Regions from separate parts of the Mus musculus genome. Here regions 1 and 2 are each linked to region 3. The links are chromatin contacts, called in public Hi-C maps. All regions are on one chromosome and are shown on one strand. Each heading gives the region's core, a stretch centred on a gene start, on an enhancer-like site or on the middle of the called end of the contact. The rest is flanking DNA. Distances are from core to core; before and after follow the strand shown. Region 1 has its middle 58 kb from the start of Igsf10. Region 2 holds the start of Igsf10 (immunoglobulin superfamily, member 10). Region 3 overlaps Med12l (mediator complex subunit 12-like).

Region 1 (3,077 bases), core at 434-2,933, 230 kb after region 3:
CTTGGAGTCCCGGGACCAAGATGGCGACCGCTGCTGCTGTGGCTTAGGTCGCCTCCCCAGCCGGGCGGGCACCTGTCCTCTGGTCCGGAAGGTGGCCGGCTGTCCCCGGCCCACACAGGGTGCTGCCTCAGCGCCTCTGTGCTTCTGCCTGTTCCAGAAGCTGTCAGGTTCTCTGGCGCACCCTCTCACCTGTTCAGACTAATTTCCTAAGTTCGGCGGGTCCCGGACCAAGATGGCGACCGCTGCTGCTGTGGCTTAGGCCGCCTCCCCAGCCGGGTGGGCACCTGTCCTCTGGTCTGGAAGGTGGCCGGCTGTCCCCGGCCCACGCAGAGTGCTGCCTCAGCGCCTCTGTGCTTCCGCCTGTTCCAGAAGCTGTCAGGTTCTCTGGCGCACCCTCTCACCTGTTCAGACTAATTTCCTAAGTTCGGCGGGTCCCGGACCAAGATGGATGGCTCAATTCTTACACAAGCCTCCCTAAACTCTGCCTGATGTTTGGCGGTGGGTCTCTGCATCTGTTTTCATTAGTTGCTGGATGAAGCCTCTTAGGAGACAGTTATGCTAGATTCCTGTCTGCAAGAATAGCAAAATATCATTAGTAGTGTCAGAGGTTGGCGCTCTTCCATGGGATAGAACTCAAGTTGGGCCGGTGATTCTTTCAGTTTCTACTTCATCTTTATCCCTGCACATCAGATAGGCAGGACAAATTTTGGGTTGAAAGTTTTGTGGGCACATCAATGTCCCCTTCCTTTGCTGGAATTCCTGCCTAGCTACAGGAAGTGGCCACTTTGGGGCGGGAGAAGGCTGGGAGAGAGAATGGAAATCCGTAGGGAACATCTTTGGGACTAGCTGGAGACCTGAAAAGGGGTGGGGGGCTAGGGGTAGGAATAGGGAGTCTCCAGGGGGATACGGAGACTGAGTGTATTAGCTTATAGATTTGGATGGTTTCACACCACTGCCATACACCCTACAGTTTGCCAGGTGACTGATCTGGAATCACTTTAATTTTTTATCTTTGTAGTATGATTTGTCTTATTTTCTAAAAATGATTGAAAAAGCCCTTCTCCCCCTGCCTATGCTTTTAACAATGTAACTTGCCCTCCCACTGAAACATGTGTGCTCATCCCTGGTTTCTGAACAATTTGCTTAGAATCAGCAAGCCCAGGACCTTGGCGTGACCACAATACTGATACTCGCCTATGAAGAGCAACCCTGCTTTTGCCTCACTCCCAAGGACCCTAATTTGTGGATCCCTGAGCAACTGCATAACACATTGACTGCTTGAAACATGTTGAGATAAAAACCCAGGGCAAACAGAGAGGTCATGAGGGGTTCTCTCAGCAGCCCCAGCCAAGCTTCCAGTTGATAGCCAGCATCAAAGGCTAAATGTGTGAGCAAATGAAACTTCGGAAAACGCTATCCATCTGTGGAGTAATTTCTAGCCATCAAGTCTTTCATGCTGAAGTCAAAGACATTGTGTGGCAGTATTCTTACTGTGTTATTCTCAACAGTCTTCATTTCTGCAGACATTCTTTGTCCTATGCTATCCCAGCTCGTTGATCCTGACATTTGGCCGAAAGCTGTGCTATGATTTTATGCGTGCCTCTTAAATCAGAAGGTGACGTGGCCTGCCTAGTGCTGACACTTGGCTCTGTCCTTTGCTCCCCATCTGCTCTCACTGTTTGAAATGGACTTGTCTGAGACTCTCTAGTTAACAGCATGACATGATTCAGCCTGTCCTCTGGAAACCCTGCCTCAGGATTGCTCAATTTGCAACGTGTTCATCCAGTTGATCTGGTGCTGCTTGTTGGACTCAGGTCAAATTGGCAAGCAGAGGAAAAGAGTGGTCTGATTTGCAGGACACTTTTGTTGTGCTCTGAATGAAATCTCCTTGGTTTTCTTAGGCATAAAAGGTAATTAATGTTGATGCATACTTATGAACTTTCAATGAGCTATATGTTCTGTATTTAGCTTAGTTTTTTAAAATAAATCATTTAAATTGACAAAACAACCAGAAGTCAAGCTCAATAAATGTATACCAAGATATTAGATGTTTTAGAATAGGGGAATATGCATGCACGCATGCACGCATGTGCACACAGTATAAAGGACTCTAGTAGACATAAGATATGAAAATGATTGCAGAGGTTACCTGTAGATTTCTTCAAGTGTTGCTGCTTAGGTAAAACTTTAAGGCATGTTTGTTGATGTGATTTTTGTTTATCATTGATAAATTGCTTTCCTCACAAATTGAGAAATTATATGATTACAATTAAAATATTAATTTAAGGATAATTCTTGAAATTTAATGTAACTAGTTGCAAAATCTAGATCCTATATTCAAACATAATTACACAGAAAAAGTGGGGAATTCTAATGTTAGCAGCAATTCAAACAAGTTTTGATGACTGGACATAATCATTGTATGTGGATTGAATCTGAAAGGAAATGTTACTTTGTACTTTCTAAGGGCTCCCTTAATGTTTCAATTCATCCATATCTATGAACTCAACAGAAGATTCTAATGTCCTTAACTCTAGCTTCTGTCTAGTCTAACTTTTGAGGAACAAATATGCCTTCATAGCAACAAAATTGAAACAAAAAAGTATACATTTATACAGGTTAAAGTGTTTAGTACTGCTGCAAAATACTTATACATACACTTATTTGCTACAAGTTTGCTATTGGGGTACTGAGGAGCAAGTGGCTATGTCTGGTGAGGGTCTCCTTGAGGCTTAATAGCAAGGTAGGGGGGAGGGGGAGAGAGAGATTGAGAGAGACCAAGGGAGCAAGGAAAGGGACATGTAGACAGAGAGACAGAGAAAGGAGAGAGAGAGGGAAGAAAGAGAGAAAGAGGGAGAAAGAGAGAGAGGGAGAGAGAGAGAGAGAGAGAGAGAGAGAGAGAGAGAGAGAGAGAGAGAGAGAGAGCAAACACAGAATACAGGAGAGAGGACATTTTATTACAAATTTACTCAGGAGGCAATAACATTAATCTCTAACATGGTTACAACCTCAAAAGTCAAGTTCATTTATTAAGTGATAGTGTATATACTGACTGATACTGTGTCAACTTGATACAA
Region 2 (2,798 bases), core at 215-2,714, 170 kb after region 3:
ATCCCTGTCATTAGAGATCATAATAATGTTATCGGGACAATTAAAGTTTGTAAATTTAACTCTCTTGTTTGACCAAGAGCCTTTTACACTTTTATATACATTTTAAAAATATTTTTATAAATATAAAAATAGTACATGTGCAATTTAGAAAACTTTGCACCAGTAAATAGATAAAAATTATATATATTTTTCACATTGCATTTATGAATGTACTTCTTTATATGATCAATTTTTGTAACATTGTATTATTTAATATGTGTTTTATTTATTTGGCTTAACCTTCCAAAATACTTTTACAGCTGTAATAACCCACTAGAAAAAAAGGTCAAATTTCTTTCTAGCATGTCTGCAAGTCCTTGCCAATAAGGACACATGGGCCTTTTCAGAGCCAACTAATGACCGGGAGGACAGTAAACTGACCAGCTGGGAGGGCTGAGTCTCTGACTTTGCAGGCATAACACTGTCTGCTCTTTCTCTGCTTGGAAACACCCCTCTGCTTACTGACACAGTGATGGGGAGCATGGCCAAGGAAGAATTCTGCTTCTCTTGTTAGAAAATATCTTTAACCCGCACGTGGCGAAGGCTCAGTGATCCCTCCCAACCTGGAGCTGTTATGAATGAGTTTAACCCAAATTAAGATTTACTAATGATTACTTCTATGCCTACACTGTCACTGTTACATCACTGAATATTTTTGAATACTCTCTGCGTGATGATTAAAAAGCAGATGAGCTTGCTATTATTAGATAAACAAAGATGGTACAAGGTAGCTGGGAAACAGAAGAGACTATATGCACCTTAAGAGTTAGTTATAAGAGAAGAGAGCCGTAAATGAATACCACATGAGTTCCCGTACACTTAAGCCTCAAACTGTATTTAACAAAAGAGTTGGCAATACCTGAGCTCTTCTGTCTTGCTTTTGAATCCTCTTGTAACATAAGCAGAGACAGGAAATCTTCTGAGGAGAGCCTTCACCTGATTGAAGGAACGTTCTTTGCTTCCAACGGGAGCAAAAGGCTTAGTAGGCTTAGTCTTCACTAGCTGGGGGACTGACTCTTCAGAGAACTGGAGGCGCTTCTGTTATTTTAATGGTATCATACATTTCCAAACTAACCAAAGCTTTCCTTTATCTGATTGCTGCTGCTGCTGCTGCTGCTGGAATGCTCTTCCTTCTCCCTCAATAGTATAGGTTAGTTAGTTCTCAAACTCACCTAAACTTACAAGTACTAATCGATCACTCCTTCTTTCCGACGTCCCAGGCGTTTCTCCTCAAATTGCTTGCTTTGCACAAACACGTCATCAGTGTTTATGAAAGCGTCCCAGGCTACATATAATCCTTCCCGCTCCTTTTGCCTGGCTTCAGTCACTGAAGCGATGTTCCCTTGGTCGCTGCTTTTGTCCCAACTCCCCTCCAGTACTTTCCTTTTCCTGGACCCTTCTGCCCATCCCACCCTCTGTCTCGCCCTGAACCCCAGCTCCCACATCTACCAGACTCTCTGGGTCCCTTCACTTCCCGAGGGGATTAGCAGCCGCTCACCTCTGCCTTGGGCCAATGGAATTGCACCGCCTTTGGGGTCTGCTCAGCCTCTAGGGGTCTTCACTCGGGAGGAGGGCGGGGCAGGTGACGCAGCTATAGCCTCGGCTTCTGGGAATGGGCGGGCCATCGACCCGGGACCACCAGCGCCAACCCAGGCTCGCCTGCGAGTTTGCTCCTCCTGTGCTGGTAAGCCCTGGGCTTTTCCTGTCTGGTGGCAGGCTCTGTGGCCCGGGCTGGCTCAGGGGCTACAAATTCTTTCCTTTCGTGACCTCTCCCATCTCCTAACAGGGGGAGGGGGAACCTAGACATAAAAATAGGAGAGGTACTATTGCAGGGAAGGAAAAGGATTAAGCTTGGGTGGGTGAGTGAGCAGATGATGCCCAGGAGAAGGTAAAGGTGTGTGTGTGTGTGTGTGTGTGTGTGTGTGTGTGTGTGTGTGTGTGTGTGTGTGTGTGTGTTGGGGGCGGGGCAGAGGGGGCTGGGGCTGGTAGTGGTGCCAAATATGCTGACAGCATGTGATATACTTGAATAAAAAAACATGTCATAGACCCCGTAAGTCTTCACAATGAATATATGCTAATGATGGTGGTAACAACAACAGCAATAACATTCAAAGACGCTTCAATCACTGTGGTTTGTCCTGGGTTTGTGACTCCCCTTCTGTTTGCAAGTTGAGATAGCAGTGAAGTGAGGTGTCTGACTTTCTTTTTTTTTTTTTTTTTTTTTTTTTTTCCATTTTTTATTAGGTATTTAACTCATTTACATTTCCAATGCTATACCAAAAGTCCCCCATATCCACCCACCCCCACTCCCCTGCCCACCCACTCCCCCTTTTTGGCCCTGGTATTCCCCTGTACTGGGGCATATAAAGTTTGCAAGTCCAATGGGCCTCTCTTTCCAGTGATGGCCGATTAGGCCATCTTTTGATATATATGCAGCTAGAGTCAAGAGCTCCGGGGTACTGGTTAGCTCATAATGTTGTTCCACCTATAGGGTTGCAGATCCCTTTAGCTCCTTGGCTACTTTCTCTAGCTCCTCCATGTGGTACATCTACACAATGGTGTCTGACTTTCGAATGTACTCTTCCGCCCTGGGAGAGGCACCTATCCTCTTCCTCTTTGTTGGTTATCTATGTTTGAGGTGTACAATATGAAATTATCAGCTACATGAAGATAAAACAAACGTATCTATCACTTTATTCTCTCTATGTAAGTGTGTGTGTTAGTAAGATACACTCGTTTGCTGTGTATCTTAAATAGAA
Region 3 (3,017 bases), core at 37-2,536:
TCTAAAAAGTCTAACCTTGCTGTGACACATTGCATGCAGAGCATGGCTGTGCTTCCCGGTATGACACACAAAATCCTGCTGGAACCTGTTGGCTTGGAGTAATGAAGAATGAGGGCATTATTCAATCTCTGCCACACGATAGAAGTCTCATGTTGCCAAACTATACCTTCTGCTAAAGACGGATAGCCTTAGGGATTCACTGTCGTTTTGTCTCTTCATCTGAGCATGATGGAGGAGCAATTGTCTAATGTAGTGCTACCACCTTCTGGCAGGCTGAAAGAGATCAGTTTATAACATGGTTCCTGTGTGGGGCATTTGTGTGGTAATGCACAGCACACAGAGCCTCACTTGGATGTGGGTCCTGATGAAGCACAGTGCTACTTAAATGTCAGCCAGATGTCACTCCAGCAGGATCTTGGTGTTCCTGGAAGCCTTGATGTTAGCAAAGGTTCAAAGTTGAGAACCTTAATTGTTACAGACCAGAAACTCCTGCACATGTGTTTCATCTTTGTGTGTCCTTTTGGAAAAAGATGTCAAGAAATCAGAAGCAGGTGTTCTGTGTTTTAACTTAAGTTAGAAAGATCACGTTTCTCCTTATCTGCTTGGATCCCAAGAAGGAACTCAACTGTCATAATACTTGGAAGTGTTTGGATACATCTGGGGGGGGGGGAGAGGGGGGCTCTGTTTTGGAATCATTCTTAGCGACGGTGGGCAGTGACCGTTCTTGATGGCTTCTCTGATTTGATATCCTCAGTGTCCAGTACTACAGGAAGTACTTAAAAGACTGCTTAGTGAATATACTAGGAACCTATTATTGGAAGAGGGACTGGTCTATTGAGTGTTCTGTAACTGAGAGGAAACGCAGGCATAGAATTAGTCTGCAGACAGTGAGGGTCATGCCCTGGTGTTAGATCATCTCTTTGCTCCTTTCCTGTCTCTGCTCTTCAGAGCCTGCTCTGTAGGGATCTGAAGCCAGATATGCTTAGCAGTTCACACTGCTACAGACTGGGGAGGGCAAGGCGACCCTTGGTGTGATAGTTTATTTATTAGGACTCTCACTGCTAGTCTTTCTGGCCAGGGGATGGAACAAGTTTGGAAAGTAAGCTTTGAAAACTCAAGGAGAGTCCCCAGCTGGGATGAAACTGAAGAAATTCCATAGGGGATAAACTCAGAGTTGTCCAGGAAAATAAAGGCTGCTTATCATGCTGGGGTGATGTGTGGGAGGAGCAGGGCTCAGCAAGTTTGTGGTGTGGAGACTTGCCTGAGGGTTAACTGCAAGTTAGAGGAAGTGCTTCAGTGATCCCAAGCCAGGGTGTGTGCTTTCTTAAACTGTTTAGGAGCCATTTTCTTTCTCCTCAGCAAACTGATATGGGCAGAGTACATAATTCTAGATTCTGTGTGTGGGTTTCTGCAATTAATACTGTACAGGTTACTCATCTCTCTAGTTACCTTCTTTGTAGTTTGGGGTACTTTTTGTCATTTGAGATGGTTCCATAGAGTCTAGGCTGGCCTCCAACTTCCTGGGTAGTCAAGGGTGACCTTGAACTCACCTTGCTTCTTCCACCTCTCCTAAATTGGAATTGCAAACATGTGACACCAAAACTGGCAAGTTGCTTTGTCTGGACTAGTTAGTTTAATTCGTGGGAAAAAGAAGCTCAAATTTCTTTGTTGGAATGGGCCATTAAAGAAACATCCTTGTTTCTGCTTTTGTTTGTGTCTCGGGGATGGTGAAACAGTGTTATCCAGTGAACAGTTGTGTTTCCCCAACATCTGTCATTCGGGTTGCTTCACTAATGTGTTGTCATTGAGGAATCTATATGCCCCTTCATCTGGGACTTTCCAATGATTAGATCTGTAAGCACCACTTTCGTTTATACATTATCCAGCTTAAGGTCATTAGTTTATAGCAAGAAAAAGCTGAGTGATTTGGATAAGAATATATGGTCATAATGTATGATCTATCAGAAGGCATGCCTTTCAGTTGAGAATGAAAATTTAGAGTCTATATGCCATGTGACATCATAGGAGAATATGTTCAGAACCCATCTAGGACATAAAGGGAATCACAGACTGTCTTAGTCAGGGCACAAATATCATGACCAAGAAGCAAGTTGGGAGAAAAGAGTTTATTCAGCTTACATTTCCACATTGCTGTTCATCACTAAAGGAAGTCAGGACTGAAACTCAAGCAGATCAGGAAGCAGGGGGTGATGCAGAGGCCATGGAGGGATGTTACTTAATGAGTTGCTTCTCCTAGCTTGCTCAGCTTGCTTTCTTATAGAACCCAAGACTACCAGCCCAGAGATGGTCCCACCCATAAGGGGCCCTCCCCCATTGATCACCAATTGAGAAAATGACTTATAGCTTGATCTCATGGAGGCATTTCCTCAAGGGAGGCTCCTTTCTCTGTGATAACTTGATAACTCCAGCTTGTGTTAAGTTGACACACAAAACTAGCTAGTACAATTGACCCCTTGTCAATTTGACACACAAACACATCACTATTAAGCCTCAACCCTTGCTTTCTTATTCATACCCAGATCTAAATGACTTTAAGAGTCCCACAGTCTTTACAAATTATTATATATTTCAATCCCTTTAAAATATGCAATCTCTTTTAAAACTCAAAGTCTTTTTACAATTCAAAGTCTCTTAACTGTGGGCTCTACTAAAGTACTTTCTTCCTTTAAGAGGGAAAAATAGCAGGGCACGGTCAAAAGCAAAATTAAACTCTAACCGTCGAATGTCTGGGATCCACTCACGATCTTCTGGGCTCCTGCAAGGGCTTGGGCCACTTCTTCAGCTCTGCCCTTTGTAGCACACACCTTGTCTTCTAGGCTCTAGCTGCCTGTACTCCACTGCTGCTGCTGTTCTTGGTGGTCACCTCATGGTACTGGCATTTCCAAAACACTGCAACTAGGCTTCCCCAATAGCCTCTCATAGGCTCTCTTTGTGGTGCCAAGCCTCAACTCCTTTGCATGACCCCTTCAGGCTTGAGCCATCAATTGTAGCTGGGG

Evidence for each region. A called contact is a pair of places that touch in the nucleus more often than the background predicts.
Region 1: a Hi-C map of uterus shows a contact between it and region 3, with 4 times the contacts expected there. The contact joins two enhancer-like sites. A contact is called at or near these places in 1 of 15 datasets of contacts at CTCF or cohesin (pro-B cells) and 1 of 484 Hi-C or Micro-C datasets (uterus).
Region 2: a contact with region 3 is called in a Hi-C map of uterus. The contact joins the promoter of Igsf10 here to the enhancer-like site in region 3. A contact is called at or near these places in 6 of 39 promoter capture datasets (the 3T3-L1 cell line, the C10 cell line, HPC-7-derived erythroid cells and 2 more), 1 of 15 datasets of contacts at CTCF or cohesin (the NIH/3T3 cell line), 6 of 484 Hi-C or Micro-C datasets (bone marrow-derived macrophages, granulocyte-monocyte progenitors, nephron progenitors and 2 more), 2 of 115 datasets of contacts at active chromatin or transcription factors (microglia and stem cell-derived neural progenitor cells) and 4 of 9 other capture datasets (adipose tissue, liver, macrophages and 1 more).

The regions. Positions count from the first base shown.
Region 1 is chr3:59,400,343-59,403,419 of GRCm38.p6, forward strand. No RefSeq gene overlaps it. Among named protein-coding and RNA genes, the nearest start is that of Igsf10, 58 kb to the left of the region's middle. Within about 2 kb of position 1,684, at least 35 of the 459 cell types and tissues checked have an H3K27ac peak or open chromatin away from gene starts, as enhancers often do. A contact at or near this core is called in uterus, where this site is marked.
Region 2 is chr3:59,342,792-59,345,589 of GRCm38.p6, forward strand. It overlaps Igsf10 (immunoglobulin superfamily, member 10), which reads right to left and starts at 1,465. Exons shown (of 7, transcript NM_001162884.1): 1 at 899-1,465.
Region 3 is chr3:59,169,170-59,172,186 of GRCm38.p6, forward strand. The region is part of intron 15 of Med12l (mediator complex subunit 12-like); the gene reads left to right. Among named protein-coding and RNA genes, the nearest start is that of F630111L10Rik, 17 kb to the left of the region's middle. Within about 2 kb of position 1,287, at least 22 of the 459 cell types and tissues checked have an H3K27ac peak or open chromatin away from gene starts, as enhancers often do. A contact at or near this core is called in uterus, where this site is marked.